2 separate regions of the Mus musculus genome follow, and region 2 is linked to region 1. A link is a contact called in public HiChIP or PLAC-seq data. All regions are on one chromosome and are shown on one strand. Each heading gives the region's core, a stretch centred on a gene start, on an enhancer-like site or on the middle of the called end of the contact. The rest is flanking DNA. Distances are from core to core; before and after follow the strand shown. Region 1 overlaps Arsj (arylsulfatase J). Region 2 has its middle 36 kb from the start of Camk2d.

Region 1 (4,145 bases), core at 866-3,365:
TTCGTTAATATCTGTCATATATACTTTGACTGTCTTCACTCTCTTTTCTCCCTACCCACTATTTTAAATCATAACGTAAAGCTTGGGGCAAGCAGGTTTGCCTTGTCTGTGTAATTTTACCACTCAAGTTTTGGAAACCTTCTCGGACCCCCACCCCCTCCTTGGCCTCTTCTGTTGGCCTCCCTCAGCCTAGATGGAGCTACACAGTACACAGTACATAGTACACAGTACATAGTACACACGGTACTCTTCTGCTGTCACTCCCGCTATAGGAGTCGGCAGGTTTGCGTATGTCTGCCATAGGTACATTGGCTTACTCTCTTGTTGGACTTGACATGTGTTCTGTGATTTACAGACTCCTTCCCATTGAGGAACTTTTCATTCAAATGGCATCTTTGAAAGAAAAGCCCAGACATGAAAGCAAGGAATCTGGCAGGTTCCCAACCCCGAGCACTGCCTTCCAAGGCAGATTCGCAGACCTTCTACCAGGCTTCAGGACTCCTGGGTCATTGTTTCAAATCTTCTGGATTTAAAAAAAAATGTTTAGGGAGAGAAGTTGCCAAGTTAATGCAATAAATGAATGAAACATTGAGCTTGCAATCATGATCCAGATATAGGCATCAAAAAGAGTTAGAAAATGTAAAAATGATAACACATCAGTATCAGAAGCAGAGAACACCAGGCTCTTAAACATGTATTTTATTATGAAATGTCTTTGTTTTACTTGTTCAAAGTATCATTTAAATAGAGATATTAAAGATAAGATAGTTAAATAACAATCTTTTTTCATATTTATATTATATATAGCATTTTGTAATTAAACCGTTTTGAATTCATTTCATTCATGAAATGATACACTTTAGAACAGTTTCAAATTTGTCACACCAGCAAACACATGAATCATTAATGTTTCCTCTGGTAGCAGCAACACAAAGCCTTTGCAACTGCATGGTCTGGAGGGGAACCTTGGAGACACATGCTGGCAAAGGAGCTGGAGAAGGCTAAGCGAGGGCCAATTTTCCCTTCTAGGTAGAGGTGGCAAAAGCTTCATTGGCGATAATGGGCAAACTCTTCCAAGGGAAAAGGCTTGTTGATTATCTGTGACTATCCGTTACTCATGCTCACTCCTTCTCTCTCCTGTCTGGCAAGAATTAGGTGCCATGCACATGTATGAAAATAGCCTTGTCTGCCACTTTTATTTTACCATCGCCTCATCGTGGTTTCCTGGTTCCTTTATTTAAAAAGAAAAATTATTTGAGTACACCATTGCTCTCTTCAGACACACCAGAAGAGGGTATAAGATCCCATTATTGATGGCTGTGAGCCACCATGTGGTTGTTGGGAATTGAACTCAAGACCTCTGAAAGGGCAGGCTTAACCACCGAGCCACCCCTCCAACCTGGCTTCCTTGTTCCTTAAGTCCTATGAATGCACTGCTGAACATGAAAAGGGACCTGTTGAAGAAAACTAAAATAGTGAAAGAAAAATAGCAACAATGTTACAAACTGAGAACAAACCAACAGCTGCGCTAATGGGCTAGAATGCTATTTAATGGTGGGTCCCCAGAACCTTGGAATACAAGCAAGAGAAGCTAAAACTTTCACAGAGAAAGTTCTGCTTAGGGGATGGGGTGTCGTGACATTAACCCGATCCACGAGAACCACAATGTGAAGTGGAGAACAACTCTAAACAAGGCCATTTGGCTTCATGTGTTTATCTCATCTTTCAGAGAAAAAGAAAATTCCTGTGATAATACGCTGCCAAGTAAACACATTCTGATGGAATAGTTAATCCTGCGCGGGCTGTAGTTGCCAAATGGCCTAAAAATCCACAGTGAATTAGCATAAAGTAAGATACAGCAGCTGCTTGAAAGCCATTGTTTAAATGCCACACGTGGCCACTGTGATCTTTTTAAGGGAAGTAATAATGGGACTGAGATTGTCCTAATAGATCTTTTTAAGTTTAGAAAAGATAAAACAGGAAAACCGTCTCATACTGGTTCTCTCTTGCTCTGACAAAAAATTCTGTCTCCACTGAGACCAGGAAGTTATTCACAAGTTTACATACTTCCCTCAGGTTCAGATAGCTGAAGGTCTGCAACGGCCCTTATGCTCTGACTCAGATTTGGCTACATGATTCAGTGCTGAGAATATGAGTCACCACATCTGAGCCTGTGCATCTGAAACATTAAACAGAAGGTTTTTTAAAAAAGAAACGGCCTGTCTGTTTAGAGGCTGGACTGCTAACGAGTGAGTATGCTGAACAGAGCCTGAACAGAAATTAGTTCTCCCGCAGTCTACGACTGGATGATGTGGTTATGTGCCATCGAGCCACTCAGCACAATCCCCACAGCAACTGGTGGCATAACACTTAATTTCACAATGTTTGCCTGAAAAAGAAATGTTCTGCTCAGAGTTCCGATCATAATGAAATTTTTATTATGTTTTAAATTGCCAAACAGAAGATCATTAAACCAGCCAGCCACCGCACCACGCATACACTCTGTAAGCTTTGACTCTAGGTTTTTAAAAATGCTGGTGGGTTAGAAAAGGAGAAAGTGTGGTAACCAAGTGAGGGCTTTAGCCTAAAGCACAGGAAAGAGTGACTGCTATGGAACTAGCCAGGTCAAAGGCTCAAAAGGAAGGCGTTCTCAAGATGGACCCACAGATTAGTGAAATTAAGCAGTTAAATCAATCAGAAAAGTGAATTTGAACCACAGAAGTGAAGCCTGTTTGAAATATTACTTAACCTTGAAAATGTAAGCCATTGTCTGTCTTCTTCTCCAGTTCCCTGTATCAGTTCATATCTACAGAGAAAAGCAACCAATCTTTAATGTAGGAACTAGTTTGTATCAAGGTATGGAGTCTGAAGATATATATATATATATACATATATGTATATATGTGTGTATATATATATGTGTGTGTGTTTGTGTGTGTTTGTGTATATATATATATAAATAATTATCTTATGACTGTTTAAGGGAATTTATTATAACTACATATATTAATTTCCATACATGTAGATAAACATGAAGTCATATATGATCATTAGTCATAACACGGATGAGACTTTGTATTGCTGGAATGCACATAAGTTTTTGACTTAGGGTTTCATTGTTGTGAAGAGACACAATGACCAAATCAACTCTAGTTTTTGTCTTAGGGTTTCATTGTTGTGAAGAGACACGATGACCAAGTCAACTCTTATAAAGGACAACATTTAATTAGGGCTGGCTTATAAGTTTCAGAGGTTCAGTACATTATCATCATGGCAGAAAGCATGGCAGCCTGCAAGCAGCCATGATACAGGAGAAGGACATAAGAGTTCTACATCCTGATCCAAAGGCATCCAGAAGGAGGCTTTCTTCTACACTGGACAGAACTTGAGCACTAAGGAATCTCAAAGCCTGCCAACACAATTACACACTTGCTCCAAAAAGGCCACACCTATTCCATTAAGACTACATTGCTAATAGTGCCACTTCTCATGGGCCAAGCATATTGAAACCACCATAGTTTTTAAACACTGGTTGTTACTTTTATATATCTCTTGCCCACTAGACTCTATTTTTTTTGTTGTTTTGTTTTTTATAAAGTAGTGTCTTAAGCATAGAAGCATTCAATACAGTGGTGGTCCTGATGTGGGAATTTTCCTGGACAAGTACCCTGATACCGAGGCGAGTGCAGTAAAGGTGGACCGAAGCCAGGACAGGTCCTGAAAGGCTTCAAAGATGGGTCCAGTTTATATCCTCATATTATATCCTAAAGCTACAAGGTGGGGAACTGCAAGTAAGCAAGATCTTACAGAAGCCTATCTGGAAGTCAGCAGGTTGTTAAGGGCAATGACCTATTGACTCAGCTATGTCTCTACATCGTTCTTTTTGAGGTAGAAAAGAGAAGTCAGGCTTGTTAAATAGGCAGTACAAGCAGTGCTTTGCATAAAATCACTAAATAAATCAATCTCTTATAACCGGTCTCTTCTCCTTTATTCTACTTCAGTCTCTTTCTCCCACTCCTCCTCTCATTCTTACTCCCTCCCTCCTCTCTTTTTGCCCCTCCCCCTACAGTATTTGGAAGGAGGGACTCTGATGAAGAGGCTCCAGGTAGTACCAACTGCTGGAATGCATCTCTAACTAGATCCCA
Region 2 (4,241 bases), core at 1,298-3,797, 180 kb after region 1:
GATACAGGATCCTTCTTGAGGGTTGTAGCCACCCGCGGCCACACGAACTGAGTTCCTGAGTGGGAGGGTGGAGCTGTAAGGGAGGAAATGTCGAGAGAAGAAAAGAGACCGAGACAAATTTTTCTGATCAAGGCCCAATATTTACTAAGAGTCTGTGCTTATAAAGGGGGAAAGCCCATCCCCTGCCATGCCAGGCTTCTTGATGCTTTGTTACCAAGTTGTTAGCACTTAGTCTGCTAGAGCTGTTAGCATTAGGTCACCAATTCAACAGGTTGTCAGCCATCTCAGGAATATCTCAGGAAGACAGGTGCAGCCTCTCTGCGGGTAATGGCATCTTGGAGAAGAGCAGAGCAGGTGACAGAACAATAGAAGGTCAGAAGACTCCACCCTAGGTGGTCTCATTCACAGTGGCAGCATAGGTCTGACTCAGCCTGCTCTAGGCTAGGGGAGGCTACAGAGGGGCATCAGCCAGAATTATAATTTGTAAGGTCAAAGTCTGGATCACAGGGACGCTAGAAGGGTAGGAGGTCTTACTGTAAAAGTTAATAGTCTTGTTTCCCAGAGATTCCCAGAGTTTGTCTGGGAAAAGGACTGAGGCCATACCCAATGCCATTTATGTTCAAACAAAGGTCGTTGCTGTTAGAAATAGAATAACCATCTAAGAAGAAATGGTATCAGCAACCTTCATAGCAAATGTGAACTATGTTGTAATTCTGGCTTCTCAGATTGTTATCAAAAGGGGCTTCAAAGTGTTCTGAAATGAGATATGAGAGCCTTTGTCTTGAAGAACTAAGCAAGTCCAACTACCAAGGAACTGCGGTTATCTTTCACAGTTTTTGTTTTTGTTTTTTGTTTTTTGTTTGTTTGTTTTATCTCCTTGATAGAGGAATTTAAAAACAGACTCAAAGTTTAATGGCCAATTTTTATTAAAGTCTTAATAAAAACCACAGAGCAAGCAAGCAATAAGAAATATGGCTAGGAAAAGAGAAACGAATGCCTTTTGAGTTAGGGCCAGCAATAGAGGTTTGCAGGCAAGCAGATTCATAAGAAAAGACTACAGTTTCAAGACCAGTCTGTTTAAGATTTTGGTTCGTATTCAAAGAAGAGATAAAAATGAAAAAGATCGGTTTTCAAATCTGAATTCTGAAAAGTAGGCAGGGATCTCAGTGAAGATCTGCCAACAACTGCCTCTAGGGAGGGCTCTGAGATAAAGACACGTTACCTCTTTAGCAGACAATTATCCCTCCCATCTTCTTAGTGTATCCTCAGGAGAATTTGCTTTCCAGGGGATTGGCCTCATAGCCAGATGATCATCCTGGCCCAGACGCATTAACTCTTAAGAGAAGGGACAGTAATATGCAATGTTCTAATCTTTGGGTCAGATCAGAATGTCATTTGGGGGGCTGGAGAGATGGCTCAGCAGTTATGAGCACTGACTGCTTTTTCAGAGGTCCTGGGTTCAATTCTTAGCAACCACATTGTGGCTCACAACCATCTGTAATATAATCTGATGTCCTCTTCTAGTGTGTCTGAAAATATCTACAGAATATTCACATATATTAAATAAATCTTTTTAAAAATGTCATTTTTCTGCCTAGAAGTAGAATTCATATTTCATTCTTTGGACCAGAAAGAAGCAGTTCCCCTAGGCACCCAATAGGATCACTAAGCCCTAAAACCTTCACCTTTTTATTGTGGATGGGAGTTTGAGTCCAAAGCAAATCATGAAGGGACTTGTCCATCCCCAGTGGCCTCTGAACTTGCTGATGCCCATCGAACTTCTTAGCACAATGATGAAAAACTCTGTTCCTCCCAGTCATGAGAAATTAACATAAGATGTATTATCTTTTCTAACAAAGAGTTAAATAAGCCAAGAGAATCTCCAATGTTTTAAAGAGTCACCATTTGTTAAAATGCCCTCTTGGGTGAGCAGTTTCTATATTCAAAATATTGCTGAGTTTTTATCTCTTCATAGAAACTATACCATTCTATATTAACTCATGGTGCAAAAATGTTCAGGCTGAGCTCTGACCACTTAAGTGAGGCATAGGGCCCTTGCACTAGCTGTAACATCTTAGCCGATTTCCTGCTAGGTGTGCTTGCTTGCCTGAATTTTCACAGCTTCACTTTTCTACACAAGGAAAACTTCTTGCCTTGCAAGATTACTTCTGTGTGTGTGCTCATTTTTATGAGACCTCAGACCCATTTCCTCTCTGCCTCTCTCTGTAAGTGAAGACAAAGGGAAACCATTTAACTAGACCATTCTGTGGCTAGAAAAAAACAGTTTATTGGGAAACAAACTGCTTAGCCGTCACAGAGAGTAGAGAACAGCAGGCTTGCTTGTTTCATTGGGAAGTTAGTGGTAGCAGGAGAAGGCACATGGGCCAGAACAACCTGGTGGTTAGAATGGAGACTTTAATCTGTTGTGGGCTATTTGAGTTATTTGGGAGCTAGATGATTTTGCCTGAGGTAGTTGACCATGTAGGAAGTAGTGACTTTCCTGGTAAACAAAACCCATCTTGTGCGATCCCTGAGGCATGTCGAGGTTAATTTCCTGTTTAACTAATAACAATCTTTCTATTTACCCAGTCAGAGTCATACCTGGGTTAGGCCCAGGCTATAATCTTAGGACACTGGCAACAGCACTGGAATTTTGGGGGCCTGCTTTGGATCTAACACATCTAACACACATAATCTTCCCTGTCTTTCCATCCTATCTCAATATCACCATACATAATTACGTCTTATTTTCCTAGTTCCTTAATCTATTTTGTGTTGATAAAACAATGCTTCCGACTAGGTAGACCCAGGGAGGAGAAATTTCTTGATTGGGTCATACTTCTTGAGTCTAGTGTCTAGTTGGGGGCTTTCTGACTATTTGAGAGCTACCAAGCCTTTCTCTACGCTTGGTGAGCTTAACTTGGAGAGTTAGGGTGTTTATGGTCAGGGTCACCAAAGCCACCCAGAGACAGTGGTTTCCTACTCATTGTCTCAGACTCAAAAAGGAACAAGAAGTTATTGGAGGGATCATAACTTTATCTAGGGAACATGCAGAAGATTCCTGCCCAGTGTTCTTTGAGACGTACTGTGGGAACTAAATGGAGACTGAGGTCTGCTGTAGGAGTGTCTCTTTGTTTGTTATAATAGCATTTAGTATTGAACCCAGGGCCTTGTGCAAGTTTATCAAAGATTCTTCCGCTGAGCTGTGTCTGTGTTGGGACTGATTGGTTTTGAGTGCATCATGACTGACCCAGTAAACAGTCCACACAATGTATGCCTTTCTCCCTCAGTCTAACCTCCCACCAGAGTTACTCATCCATTTAGGAGAGTGGTCACATAGGCTATGTGACTAGCATACAATCCACTGTGGGCCCTGCCCTTGTCACCAAAAAAAGTGCTAACTGGTCTTCAGCACATAGTGGAAGGTGAAGGGGGAAATAGGTTGCAAGAAAGGTCTAACTGGCCCTTTTATAATGGTGTTAATCTCCACAGCGGGGCAGAATCCTTATAATGCAATAACTTCTTAAAGACCTCACTTCCTAATATGATTCCAATGGTAGAAAAGGTTCAGAGAGTGAAAAGGGACAGTCAAACTGTAATGCTTAACAAGATAATTTATTCGTTATATTTATTACTTCATTTAAATGTTCAGGTTGAAAAAGTCTAAAGAGACAATGTTTCCATTTTCCTTTAAGTTGCAAAAATTGGCATGTATATTTGGCCATCTTTACTCCATGGACAGAGCTTTATAAGTCTTGCTTGAATGAAAATAAGTGCTTTTCAAAGGTGGTGACTTTTTAGCGGACCTTAAAGAACATGCACCATCTGCCAAGAAAGGAATTGCTAGATAGAAAAATCACAAGAGTCAGAGGCCTGGAGGAGCACAGGCTTGGTTCAGTGCTGAGTGTCTATTTCAGAGCTAACGACACGTTGACTGGAACAAAGCTTAAAAGGAATAGCTTTCGTGCTGTTCGACTTGATTTTTTTACGGTCTGGAGAGCACTAGATGTTTTTCAAGAAGTCGGTAGCACGTTTCAAAGAAAAAAAATTGCTACTTATAAACAGGAAGAAAAGAGAAAAATAAAGATAACAGAAGGACAGAAGAGATCATTTTGGTGGTTTGAATAGAAATGCTCCCCCTCTGGGTCATCGTCTTAAATATGTGATTACCAGGGAGTGGCACAAATGTGTCACTGGGAATGGGATCTGAGGTTTCAAGAAGCCATTCCAAATCCAGAGTC

The links. HiChIP or PLAC-seq counts read pairs in DNA pulled down with a chosen protein or histone mark.
Region 2: an HNF4G HiChIP or PLAC-seq map of pancreatic cancer cells shows a contact between it and region 1. The contact joins two enhancer-like sites. A contact is called at or near these places in 1 of 39 promoter capture datasets (stem cell-derived epiblast-like cells) and 3 of 115 datasets of contacts at active chromatin or transcription factors (embryonic stem cells, large pre-B cells and pancreatic cancer cells).

What each region holds. Positions count from the first base shown.
Region 1 is chr3:126,383,051-126,387,195 of GRCm38.p6, forward strand. The region is part of intron 1 of Arsj (arylsulfatase J); the gene reads left to right. Among named protein-coding and RNA genes, the nearest start is that of Gm35408, 4.8 kb to the left of the region's middle. Within about 2 kb of position 2,116, at least 131 of the 459 cell types and tissues checked have an H3K27ac peak or open chromatin away from gene starts, as enhancers often do. A contact at or near this core is called in pancreatic cancer cells, where this site is marked.
Region 2 is chr3:126,558,729-126,562,969 of GRCm38.p6, forward strand. No RefSeq gene overlaps it. Among named protein-coding and RNA genes, the nearest start is that of Camk2d, 36 kb to the right of the region's middle. Within about 2 kb of position 2,548, at least 12 of the 459 cell types and tissues checked have an H3K27ac peak or open chromatin away from gene starts, as enhancers often do. A contact at or near this core is called in pancreatic cancer cells, where this site is marked.